Linked DNA regions of Drosophila melanogaster: region 1 is linked to region 2. The links are chromatin contacts, called in public Hi-C maps. All regions are on one chromosome and are shown on one strand. Each heading gives the region's core, a stretch centred on a gene start, on an enhancer-like site or on the middle of the called end of the contact. The rest is flanking DNA. Distances are from core to core; before and after follow the strand shown. Region 1 holds the start of CG12795. Region 2 holds the start of Chd1 (Chromodomain-helicase-DNA-binding protein 1).

Region 1 (2,739 bases), core at 76-2,575, 460 kb before region 2:
ACTATCTACGCTTTCCAAATGTAGACTTAACATTAATTTATTTTTGCTAAACCACGAAGAATGTGACGAAGTCGAAGTAAATTACCAACAAATTACAATAACGGAGTTTCATTAACATCTAATAATTGGGCAGATTTCTAGCTGCTGGTCAAGTGATGGATATGTTGAGAGCTCGCTGCGCTGCCTCCTGGGACCTAGGACAGCAGGCACTTGTCCTTGCCATTTCCCTGCTGATTGCCACCACCGCCAACAGCCACTTGCTGGGCGTTGCTTGGTGCCGGAGCTTGACGGTTGCTTTCCGCCGCGTCATCCTGCTCCATAATGGATAAGGCTAGTGCTCGTGCTAGGGCCTCGTCTTCGCTCTGCAAGTTTTCAATAATGTATTCATAAACTTTGATGAAGTCTAAAACGGTCTAGATGACTCATGACCAGTATTTCAATCATGGAGTCATAAAGTTTGATAAAGTCTAAAACGGTCTAGATGATTAGTTGAGACCAGCTTGCCAACTCACCATATTGCCCTGTATGTTTTGTACTTGTGTGGCCTGCACAGGTCGAGGTCTGGAATTGGTATTGCTGATGCTATTGCTCGCGGGCCTTCTGTTCTGCCTTCTCTCGGCCGCCTGGGCAGCCATGGATCGTGAGTCCGAGGAGGTCTTGAATATGGACTGAAATCCCCCACGGCTGGACGTTGTCGAAGATGCAGGCACTGGCTTGCAGTCGTGGTCGCTGGTGTGTCGATGACGCAGGCAAAAGTTCAAGCGACACTGCGAGCAGGTCACCGGGATGAGCTCCTTTCGCTTGCAGCCCTTGGCATTGCAGCGATTGGTGTAGATCTTCTTGCTCTCCGATTTGCACTGCTGGTCAATGTGCTGGCCAACAGTGACATCGGGCTCCACTCCGGGTGGCGTGGGCACGGGCTCCCGACACAGTGGGCAGACGGGCACCTGAACGTTCTTCTTGTAGGCTCCTGGACAGCTGTGGCGGTCGTAGCTGTAGTGAGAGGCGCAGAAGACCTTGTCGCACGAGTCGCACTTAACGGGCAGAAAATCTGGACGTGGATGGAACTTAATTCAATTAGCTTCTGCTTCCTGGTTGGCGTATGGCATTCGATCTTACCCAATCTGTTGCACGTTGCCTCACTGCAGTGCTGTCCCAAGTGTGGAAATTCCATGATTGTACTTCTCCGGTTACTGTTTTCCTCTACACTAAGCAGACACGTTGCTTCGGATGCTATATATGGTTGTTATTGGGAAAACTTCGAGAAACAAATGAGATTGTAAATGACTAAACACTTATTTCTTTTTGTTGTGTTCGGTGTGACCGTAGGGCAGGTTATGAGGAATACTCCCTTACGAAAATGCAGTGTTACAAAAATACCAGAACACCATTGCTGGCAAAAAATATATAATTAATTTAAAATTATTAATTTTAAGTTTCGTAAAAACAGTTTGAATATTCTTTTCTTGATCTACATATTTATAAATATCAACAAATCTAAATTTATGATATTGAAGATTTTAAAGCCAGTTGCTTCATCCTATTTATTACTGCACTGAAGATTTACTTTGATATTGAATCGCAGAATTCTTTCCTTTTCGAAAATATTCCAAAAAAGGTGGAAATATTCATATAATTAATCAGGCAATCTACGAATATGTACAAAACAACACCAAAATATTTACATCTATACATATTTACAAATTTATTGTTGAAATGCTCTGTTTGTCATGATACAAAATGTTTAATTGGAATATATATATATAAATACATAATTATACCAACAGTAAACAGGGAAACCCATTTCCCAATAATAATGGTATAAACTTCAATTTGGAAATTGCCAATGAGTCTTCTTCACTTTCAACTAACTAACTAGATCCATGGCTTTGTTTTAGATAATACCGAATACAATTTTTGAATGAGAATACGCAGATCCCTGGGTCTGTAGCAAACTTTCAGCTTTCTGATAATAATTACTGTGTACGAATAAAGAGATAGAGGCATTGTGAATGCATCGCGAAATGCTTGAGAGGAATCGGAAGCAGTTTCCCAAAAAATACGAGCTTCGGCGGCAAATTGCAAGATAAGTGCTTAAGGCGAAGTTGTAGCTCCAAATCGCAAGATTAAGATCGAATTTGGTCCCGCAGAATTAGTTAATAGCGCGCATAGCTGTTGGTTATGCAAAAGTTTTTGGAAATGCAACGATAATCGGAATAAAAGTTAAACGATTTCGCGGGCAAACGGAGCAAAGGCCTCCCAATAGCTGACGATCTGAAAAGCAACGAGAATCGTTAGCAATAAGTGGGTTCACGGTATGGGAATATGGCTATCTACCTGTTGCTGATGCGCCATTTGGTCTTCTATATACTTGATAATGTTTACTTTAAAGTCTTTAACTCTGGTCAATTCGAAACGCTCCATCTCACGCTTAATTTCCGCCGAAATGTCGTCGAACTGCTGCTGACAGCGCTGAACCTTTCCCTGCCACTGCAAAATTCAAAAAATGACTCATTGGGAAAATCGTAAATTACTTGCCCCACTCACCTCGTCCACTTCCTGCTGGGCCTGATCCAGCTTGTCCGCCCTATTGGCTAGCTCGAAGCGTCCACGGTTCTCACGCCGCTTGGACAACTGCATTTGTGCGTACTGCCAGTTCTGGAAAGCCTTGACGCGCTCATGAAAAATGCACTTGATGGCGCCAAACAGGCCCAGGTAATCCTTGATAAACTCGGCCAG
Region 2 (2,774 bases), core at 201-2,700:
CTCATGGAGTGATACTGCATGTGAAACAACAAACAATAATGTGGTAATGAGATAAAGTAAACAGAGGGCTCAACCGGCGACGACTACCCACCTTATTCTTAAATAATAGATTTGGTATATACTTCACAGCGGGATGCACCAGCTCCACGGCCATTTCCGGTATGCTGCTAAAAGTGTTCTCCACAATAGCGCACATTAGCTTCTGTCCATATACGGTATCGGCTGCAACGTCGACCACCACAGCTCCGCCCAGGGAGCGTCCGAAAAGTATCAGTTGCGAGTGGTCCAGGTCGTGGCGGGTGTGCAGGTAGTCAATGGCCGCTCTGGCGTCGGTGACCAGACCCCGCTCGGTGGGTACACCGGTGGATAGGCCATATCCGCGGTATTCCACCATCAGAACATTGCAGTGCAGATGGTGGTAGATGCCCCACACCTGAGAAGCGTGTCAGAGAATTGTAAAGTAATGTCGTTATCAGAATTGGCGCTCCCCTTACGTTTTGCATGCGGTGTCCCATGTTGCCAGCGTTGCCGTGGAAGTAGAGCAGCGTGGGCGACGACTTGGAGCGCTCCTCCGGTTGGGTAACCCAGAAGGCGTGCAGAGTGACATCGTCGGGTGTCTTGATGCTGACCGTAATGTGCGGCAGGTTGTGCATTGTCGGAATGGGTATGTAAATGCGGGAGTTGGCTGGCAAGTCCGGATGGTAGAGAAGCAGGTCCTGGGCATAGTAGAATATCACTGCAAGGGCAGGCACTTAGTGACGAATGACTGGTCTGAAGCAGAATACGTACGCAGGATGATCCCAGCGAAGAGTGCCAACGTCATGTAACCGCCGTAGAAATAGTAGAAAATGAAGCACAACAGGAAGGCAGCGAGTACTCCCACGCCCACGCCGCGGGACTTGGGCAGAGCGATGCCCACTTCTTTCATGTTCGCCTGTGGTCCAGCTGCGCTACATGTCCAACGCTCTAATTTAATTAAATTGCATCAATTCCAGCGCCAGCAACACAAACGATTTGTAATTGTACACCGCCCACAGCTGATTTCCAAGACACCTGTGCAGTGCGAAAAGTTATCGATAACGCAGTACAGTAACTACTGACGATCAGCGACCCCGATAAGGTTGTGATCATGTGGCTATAATGAACTACTACTACTAAAATTATTAAATATCGTTCAACTCAACATTCAACTCATAAAATAAAATCAGTCAAGTAATTAAGTAGTTTATTTCTTTTTGACATATTCTGGATAACTTGAAACGCTACATTTAATAATTTTATGCCTATGAAAAGGAATATATAATATCAATATAAATTCAATTCATGACTCTATTTACTTTATTTTATATTTATATAAATGTTGTACATGTTTTATATTATTATGCAAGCGATATATCCCGCATCATCACTGTCGCGCGGTGTGCCATCTCTACTGCAGCACGCACGGTCCCACTAATTCAAGATGGTGGAAAGATTTCTGCTGCGTCGCATGAGTAAAACGTGAAAAACGATCATTTTGTTTCGAAAAAGTGCATTTCAAAACAAGTGGGCAGCGGGAAAAACATAAACATTCGCCAGCGACCGCATGCAAGTGAGCCCCCTGTATTTAATGAGCGCTACAAGGCAACTGTGTGTGCTACCACGACAATATAATGAGCCAGGTGAGTAGGCCTTGAAAAAGCTGTGGTTGTCAAACATCGGTGTGTGTGGAAAAATCGGAAAAACTATGAATTTCTTATATCATTTGAAACCAGACAAGTCAAAACAGTTTGATCCAGGCTGTCGTGTGAGTAAAAACGTAAATCAAATGCTACACACAAGGCAATCGCTCAGTTTTGTGGGCGTGGCTGCTCAGCAACGAAGTCTGTAGAAGTCCCCTCGTCGCGAGACACCTACACTTTGATGACTGGCCGTGCGGCTGCTGGCGGAGCATTTGGATAAAAGGATTTATTTCTCCACTATTCCGAGAGTGTTTCATCCTTCCGACAGTGCCTGACAGTTCCCAAGGCTTCAACGTGGCAGCCAAGGTGGATTTTGTGGAAATCCATTGGGTACCCATTTTCGCAAATTCTACTCAAATTCAAGAATTTCTGTTTGTTTTTATCAATAGCGGCTGTTAAAATCCTGTAATTTCCATGGATTTCCTTCCTTTTTCGATAAAATGGAAAATTTTCACCGATTACGTAATCAGAAATGGCTAGGTGCAAAGTTTCCTCTCTTGTACTTCTGACCAAATTCCAGGGATTTTCGAGCCCGCCAAAAGGCTACCAGCAATAATTTTCCTTAAATTCCTCCTCTTTTCGACAGATACAATGATTAAAAATAATTTTTTCCGCTTTGCCATTCCTATTTCCACAGTTTTGTGCCTTTTTCAGGGAAAGATCCCGCCCAGAACATCGATTTCCCGCTTGTTTCTAAGGATATCCGGGTTTCTAATCACCAGGAAGAAGTGTCGTGTGATTACCGCGTTCTCTTCAAAGTAGTCATGTGCTTCTGTCGTGTGCTTCCTGGAACTACAAAACGCAATACATTTTGTTTTACCCTTTTTGGCCAAAAACTGCCATAAACAAATTTCTGGAGAGGATTAGTCCTGTGTAAGCCATGAGAGTGCGTTTTATGAAAGTTTCTTCACGCCGTTTTGTTTTATAATCTGTTCAGCACGGCCCAAGAGCCAAGTTTTCGAAGTTTTCCGTGGTTTTACCAGGCTTTTGTGGAATCTAAAGTGCGACCTCACTCTGGACAGGATTGAGCCATCTTCTTGTTTTAAAATGTCA

Evidence for each region. A called contact is a pair of places that touch in the nucleus more often than the background predicts.
Region 1: a contact with region 2 is called in a Hi-C map of the S2 cell line, with 3 times the contacts expected there. The contact joins the promoter of CG12795 here to the promoter of Chd1 in region 2. A contact is called at or near these places in 47 of 107 Hi-C or Micro-C datasets (the Clone 8 cell line, the D17-c3 cell line, the Kc167 cell line and 17 more) and 1 of 6 datasets of contacts at active chromatin or transcription factors (the Kc167 cell line).

What each region holds. Positions count from the first base shown.
Region 1 is chr2L:3,451,052-3,453,790 of dm6, reverse strand. CG12795 reads right to left here and starts at 1,325. Exons shown (of 3, transcript NM_001103604.2): 1 at 1,120-1,325; 2 at 513-1,051; 3 at 36-362. The coding sequence starts at 1,174. The coding sequence ends at 195. It overlaps Snx1 (Sorting nexin 1), which reads right to left. Exons shown (of 5, transcript NM_134933.2): 3 at 2,548-2,739; 4 at 2,338-2,490; 5 at 1,685-2,274. The coding sequence ends at 2,224. Cog3 (Component of oligomeric golgi complex 3) reads left to right here. Exons shown (of 8, transcript NM_134935.3): 8 at 1-94.
Region 2 is chr2L:2,986,399-2,989,172 of dm6, reverse strand. Chd1 (Chromodomain-helicase-DNA-binding protein 1) reads left to right here and starts at 1,450. Exons shown (of 7, transcript NM_001273046.1): 1 at 1,450-1,661. The coding sequence starts at 1,653. Bem46 reads right to left here and starts at 1,057. Exons shown (of 5, transcript NM_058024.4): 1 at 790-1,057; 2 at 495-736; 3 at 92-433; 4 at 1-14. The coding sequence starts at 928.